Linked DNA regions of Mus musculus: region 1 is linked to region 2. The links are chromatin contacts, called in public HiChIP or PLAC-seq maps. All regions are on one chromosome and are shown on one strand. The core of a region is the stretch at or near the end of the contact, and the rest is flanking DNA. Distances in the headings are between cores, read along the strand shown.

The links. HiChIP or PLAC-seq counts read pairs in DNA pulled down with a chosen protein or histone mark.
Region 1: an H3K27ac HiChIP or PLAC-seq map of extraembryonic endoderm stem cells shows a contact between it and region 2. The contact joins two enhancer-like sites. A contact is called at or near these places in 20 of 484 Hi-C or Micro-C datasets (Sertoli cells, brain, embryonic stem cells and 6 more) and 6 of 115 datasets of contacts at active chromatin or transcription factors (cardiomyocytes, differentiating embryonic stem cells, embryonic midbrain and 3 more).

What each region holds. Positions count from the first base shown.
Region 1 is chr1:4,767,166-4,770,508 of GRCm38.p6, reverse strand. No RefSeq gene overlaps it. Among named protein-coding and RNA genes, the nearest start is that of Mrpl15, 17 kb to the left of the region's middle. Within about 2 kb of position 1,923, at least 10 of the 459 cell types and tissues checked have an H3K27ac peak or open chromatin away from gene starts, as enhancers often do. A contact at or near this core is called in extraembryonic endoderm stem cells and liver, where this site is marked.
Region 2 is chr1:4,669,648-4,672,835 of GRCm38.p6, reverse strand. No RefSeq gene overlaps it. Among named protein-coding and RNA genes, the nearest start is that of Gm37323, 62 kb to the right of the region's middle. Within about 2 kb of position 1,380, at least 27 of the 459 cell types and tissues checked have an H3K27ac peak or open chromatin away from gene starts, as enhancers often do. A contact at or near this core is called in extraembryonic endoderm stem cells and liver, where this site is marked.

The DNA.
Region 1 (3,343 bases), core at 674-3,173, 97 kb before region 2:
ACATAAGTGATTCTAATGGCGGTTCCTCACTGCTTGTCATTTGTACATTTGTGTCATTGTCCTCGCCCCCAACCTCCCTTGCCATGGCCTGTGAGCCAACTGCTGAGACAAGCTGTTACACTCTGAGCCTTTCTGGGCAGGGTCGGAATCTCACTGTGCTAGTTTTGTAGAACTTGACTGTCACAAATTTCTGGGCTCTTGAGTGGGCTGTCTCCTTTTCCTCTCGTTTGTTGGTGGGCTTGTGGCTACCTGCATGGAGTAGCTACTGAGAATGAAACGTTGCCTTCTGCTTAGACAAACTCTGGCAAGCGGCCAGCAGGAGTTACCTTTGAAATACTTTCAAGTGAAAAGTTCTAAAAGAAGTAACGTTTGAGATGCTCAAAGGTGAAGAATTGGAGTCTCCCAAAAACGAAATCGGCATTTCAAATTGGCAAGACTGCCCCCTGGTGGCCAAATGCAAGCATTGGGAAATTCCAGGTTTGATTAATAATATTAAGTATTCATGAGTTTCTACAATCGACAGTTCTCAAGGGCACACACACAGGCACAATGCTAGACACATTGAAATTAGAAAGGCAGTTGCCTCAGAGGTTCAGACACTAGGATAACCAAACCACTGAAATACAATGGACAGAATCTGAAGTAAGTTTCAAAGGGATTGATTAGAACCTAGGTCTGGTGGAACAAACCCAAGTTCTGTAATAGATGGTGACCACAAAAACAAAAAAAACAAACAAACAAACAAAAAAAACAAAAAACAAAAAAACAAAAAAACAAAAAAAAACCGAAGGAAAGACAGCCAAATCTCAAGTTGTAGCAGCTGCTTTCACACCGAATTTCTTCAATCCCCCCAAAACTTTGTTTCAGATGTTGATCTCAAGTTTCCTAGGGGGATATTATGGTATCCTAACTGTGTTAAGGATACACAGCTGACAAGCTCTTACTTTTTGGTATATTATACACAGAGTGAAGTTGCTGAGAGTGTACAGTCACAAGCCAGTGTTGAACATGGGAGCAAAGTGGATTAAGGAAGGAGTTTTGAAGGGCTTGGTCCTTGGTGCATAAACCAAGTTAGCCAGGAATTCTTGTGAGCTTCAGTTATCTTGCCAGCAAAATTGTGTGGATAACAGTACTTCTTATGGTTGATGGCCAGCACGGAAGAAGGGATATATGGACCGATGTGCTAGTGAAAGGGATCGCCATTAAGCACAGGATTTTTTTTTTTTTTTTTTAGAAAAATACTACATACTCTAAGTTAGACTTGAACTTGATTCTGTTTCTAGAGGGCTAGGATTGCAAACATGCGTCACTAAGCCTGGTTGACATTCATCCTTGAACTATACAGGGTCGATGGCATGGCTCAGTGCCTAAAGCTCTTTTCCAGGCAAGCCTATTGATCTGAGTTCACTTCCTGGAACCCATGGCGAAGGTGGAAGCAGAGGCCAACTCCACATGGCCTCCACGTGTGTACCAAGGCAATTCTCCAACATCATGGCCACACATAATAACACATTAAAAAAGAGTTAAAGGGAGATATTCTGGGAAGAAAGCCTTCCTCCTTTAGGTAGCCGAATTGCAGCGGAGATAATGCTCTGGCTACTGGAGTCTCCCTGGGAACTAATAGAGCTGGAGGTGAGCTGCAGCACCCACTTGGCTGTTTTCATTTCTGGATAGTTCAGTGAACTCTCCAGACCAAAAGAGTCTTTATAATTTGATTTATGCCAGCCACTAAGAGGCAAAATAGAATTCAGAAATTTTACCTGAGAGTAAAAACAGCCCTGAGAGGCTGTTTCAAAAGTAGGGCAGGAATCTTGGCATGGTGTCTCTCTCCTTTAATCACAACATTTGGGAAGCACAGGCAACTGGTTCTCTAATTTCAGGGTCAGCGTGGTCTTTGTAAGTGAAATGGGACACGAAATCAAGTTAACATTTCTGCAGTGCCGTGTGTGACCACTAGGTGACACTGTTTCCTAAAATTTCTTAGGCTGTTTCCACTGCTGTAATTTTTGTTTTTGTTTTTGTTTTTTGAGACAAGATTTCTTATTGTAACAGGACTGTCTTGGAACTCACTCTGTTGACCACGCTGGCCTTGAACTCAGGAATCTGCCTGCCTCTGCCTCCTAACTGCTGGGATCAAAGTTGCATACTACCACACCCAGCCTGTAATTTTTTTTTTTTTTTGTAAATAACCTTCTTAAATTGACAAATCATTTTGCTTTTTAAAGAAGGAGATTAGAAGATTAAAAATGTGACATATAATATGTAAATTCTGCTCTATACAATATTATGGAGAAAAAGGTTTTAAAATATCACCATTAAAATAAAAAAAAAATTAAAACAAACAACACAAAACAAACAAAAGCCCAGAAACAATAGATTACAAGTTCAGGTAAATATTTGGAAATAATATCGCTCACTTTATATCATCGGTCAGGATGAAGCCACAATAAGAATTAGTAAGTCGTACTGAAGAATACTTGCTTTAAACTGTGTGTGTGACTGACTTCAGGAAACACACTCATTAAAGAGATGTGAAAAATACAAGAAAGATGGCATCATTTTTTAATGATATAAATAAACTGCGGAACCTTTAGCCTATTAAACATCATCAAAGACATCCAGTCAAGGTCACTGATAAAAATGAACTTCCTGCTTCTTTCCTTTAGAATAAACAGATCTATAAATTGAGACTTGAGGCCTACAGCTACAGGGAGCGCCCAGCAATAGCCACAACATGACAGCAGCAGTGGCAAGCACCTCCAGTCTTGCTCCTGTGCCTCGGGCCAAGCACAGATGTCCTGGCTCCTCACCCTCTTGTAAGCTTGCAGAAATGAGATGGCAGATACTCAGCCGCTCCAGGTTTTAATGGCTGTTTTCTGAACTTGGGTCAAGCACAGATGTCCTTATTTCTACCACCCAGCTGATCAGCCTGTTGATACATCTTGTGGTTTTAAGGCTTACTATCTTCAGGAGTGGACTTGTGGGAAGCATGGCGACCGTGTGCACGAGCACCAGAGGAAGCAGAACTAGGATGCGCTGTCAGGGCTGGGCTAAAGAGGCACTTAGAAACTGTTATAGGCCGGGCAGTGGTGGCGCACGCCTTTAATCCCAGCACTTGTGAGGCAGAGGCAGGCGGATTTCTGAGTTCGAGGCCAGCCTGGTCTACAGAGTGAGTTCCAGGACAGCCAGGGCTATACAGAGAAACCCTGTCTCGAAAAAACAAAACAAAACAAAATAACAACAACAAAAAGGAAACTGTTATAGATCCAGATGTGGATTCCTAGAAGGAACAGCTCCCACAGCAGCTGTGTAGCCCAGGCTCGTTCTGAGGACTTCATTGATC
Region 2 (3,188 bases), core at 131-2,630:
TTTTTTGGGGGGGTGATGGTGTCTTTTGTTTATTTGTGCATTTATTCTCAAATGGATCCAGAGAGCCCCTATAAAGCTAGTTACACCAGTCACTTTGTGAGATGTTGTATATTATTAAAACATCAGAATATTAAATCTGGTGAAACCCACTCTCCAGGCTCTTTGAAGAGCTCCTCCTTTCTCTGCCCTTCATCCTGCCTAGATTGTTGTGGTTGCACTGGGTTAATGTTTTGCTCCTACCTCGAAGTTGAAGGAGTCATCTGCCTTTCCTCTCACAGGCAGGCTGTTTGTCAGTTCTCCCTGGGATTCGGGGTGGGTAAGAACGATTTATGATGAAAGGCAGTTTTACTCACATTGTGCGTTGTCCCAGGAGGCTGAAGTTGACTGATGATGATGTAACCTTTAATATCCACAAGCTTTTTTAACCCCACATTTGGTTTATTTAAGTTAATACCATTGGGTAGTTGCCTGTTTTGATTTTCCCCAAATCTTTGAACTTTGCTCGCTCTTTATTCTTGGTAAACCCAGGCTCTGCCCTTACCATTCTCCTTGCTTTCTTTTGGGATTTGAAGATTATAAGTCTGCTTTGGTGTGGAAGGGACATTTGTGGACATTTTGCCCCCACAAAAACCTCCACCTCAAAATTACTGATATATAGTCACGAAACAAACTTCTTGAGATTTCCAGTTACAGGATGGAGGAAAGATAAATCAGTAGGAGTCATGTCCCCTTGTCATGGAACCTAGTCTTTGACCTTCAGGGTTAGGAAACCTGACAGTCACCACTGCTTTGTTCTTGGTCCTTAATTCGTTGCATGAGATGCCAGTGTGGGATGTGTTAGGTTTGCAGGGCTAGCTTGCTGTGGCCTAGGGGGTTACTATAGTAACACTGGGCTTCCAGGTATTCATGTGGGTGGTGTCAAGAACTGGGAATGTTTCCAAAATGTTCTCAGTGTTCCACAGTCCCCTTGGGGTCAGATTCATTTTATGCTGTCATGGGGTGAGGCAAGGGCCATGAATTTGAGGTGACAATCCATCAGCTATCAGAAGCCAAGTTGCGTTTTCTGTTAGTAAGTCACAGTTTTGAACCTGGAAGGAAGCCAATGTAGTTTCACAAGTCTCAACTTCAAAGCCTCAGGGGGAAAATGTGGCCTGGTTTCAGCTAGATCAGTCAGCTGTAACTTGCTATAGATACAGAAAACTGCACATGGTCACTGTAGAGAATCAGAAAGTAAAGCAGAAATACCAGTGAGGGCATCACCTGTTCCTGGGACTGCCACAATCTTGCATATTCTTGTGATGATTTTTCTGTGTGTCCACATGAGGATGTAACTATTATTACTAAAATGATATCATTGTGTGCACACATCCTGCCAACTGTTTCATTGGTCAACTGTTGCTTTAACTGTGTACTACTAGTCAAAGGGCAGCCAATTGCTTCCAAATTTACAACTACCTTCTTGCAAAAATCCAATCTGATACCACACATTGCATGCATGTGTTTGTTTGCTATAATCTACAGACAAGGAAAATTTCCATTATATCAGCATTTGTGTAGGAGCATGCAAATACTGAGTACTTTATCTTATCAAAAAAGGATTCTAACTGATCTGATAAAACAGCAGGAGCTTTGAGGGACTTGGCTGGCCTTCAGTGTATCAGACTCTAAAGTGAAGACTTTCTTATCAAGGAGCAATAGGACATTTAATCTGATATTAGAGACCCTGGGACTCAGCCCTATATGAAATCCTAGTTTCATTTTGTATTTCATATGACCAATTGTACTATACCCATGGGTGCTCCCTGGGTGGACCATTCAGTCAGTTGCTTTTTGGTGTGGGATTTTTCCCCCCCCTGGCCAAGAAGTAATAATTTTGCTTTGTACTTTTTTTCCTTTCTGGTGCTGTTTACTTAATTCTTTGAAACTCACTGTTAGACAGCTTGCCTAGGAAGGTCTTGCTAGCAGTATTGGAATCACTGAGCAAACTGAATGGCTTGCTGCAAAAATCCATTTTTTTTTCCTGGAACCAGGAAGCGGTGAGTCAGGCTGTTAGCCAGATTCTTTCATTCCATCGCTCACCTGGCCAGGGTGACCTGCTGCCTCCTCCCCTAGGCTGAAAACCACATTTGCAGTTTGGGGATTCTAAATCAGTGTCTTCTACTGCTTCTTTGAAGTTGGATAGTGTTATCTTAGAAACAATTCTTTTGAAGTATATTGATTTCTCCAAATCTCTAGGTTTGGCCCAGTTTCTTTGACAAAGGGTAGCATTGCTTTTTTTCTTCTTTCCTTTTTCTATGCATCCAAGACAATGCATAGAAACCACAGGCTTCCAAGAGCTCACCCAGATAACACAGGACTTTCTGACCCCAAAAGTCCATGGTCTCAAATTTCCTTCTGTGGTCATTTCTGTCTGACAAATCAATGTATTCCTTTTTGGCTTTTGATGTAAAAAAAAAATTCTAATTTTTGAAGTAGGACTTTAAATCCATGTTGAAGAGGGAGTAGAGCGCTTCCTATTTCTGTAACCCCACCTACTGAACAAGGTTCCCTGAGCTCAGTTTTCTCACTGGAGAAAACAAACAGGCTTTCACTCCCTTCAGAGAATTCATATAACAGAAACACTGTAGGCATCAAGTAAGACTTGTAAGGATTAAAAATAATTCAATATTTTAGCTCAGATTTTTGTTATCATGTGAAGTGAGTAACTGCTAGTTTTAGGAAATAGCTGACATGCTTTGAACATGTAGTGCAGACTAAAAATTGCTAGAGAACTTGAGCCATCAGGTCTCTGGCTATTTAGTGTAAGATGTGCAGACCTTGAAAACTCCCGGCAGCCTTCCAGGCAGAGACTGTTCTGCAAGGCTGGGCCAGGCTTCCCTGGAGGAAGGTGGAAGGGTTAAGAACCCTGTTTGTTGAGATCACTTTTCATTCCAGCAGGTGGTGGTACATGCCTTTAGTCCTAGTGCTCTGGAGGCAGTGGCAGGTGAGAATTGAGAGACAGAAAAACTGTCTCTTGAAAAACAACAATAACAAGCAACAACAACAACAACAACAACAAAAAAGGAAGCAAGAGCAGCCAGTTAGTGTCTCTTCACTATTCACCTGCCTAGGACATCATATATGTATGTGTATATATGTGCATATAATGTACATATATGTACACATATATGTATATGTGTATATATGTA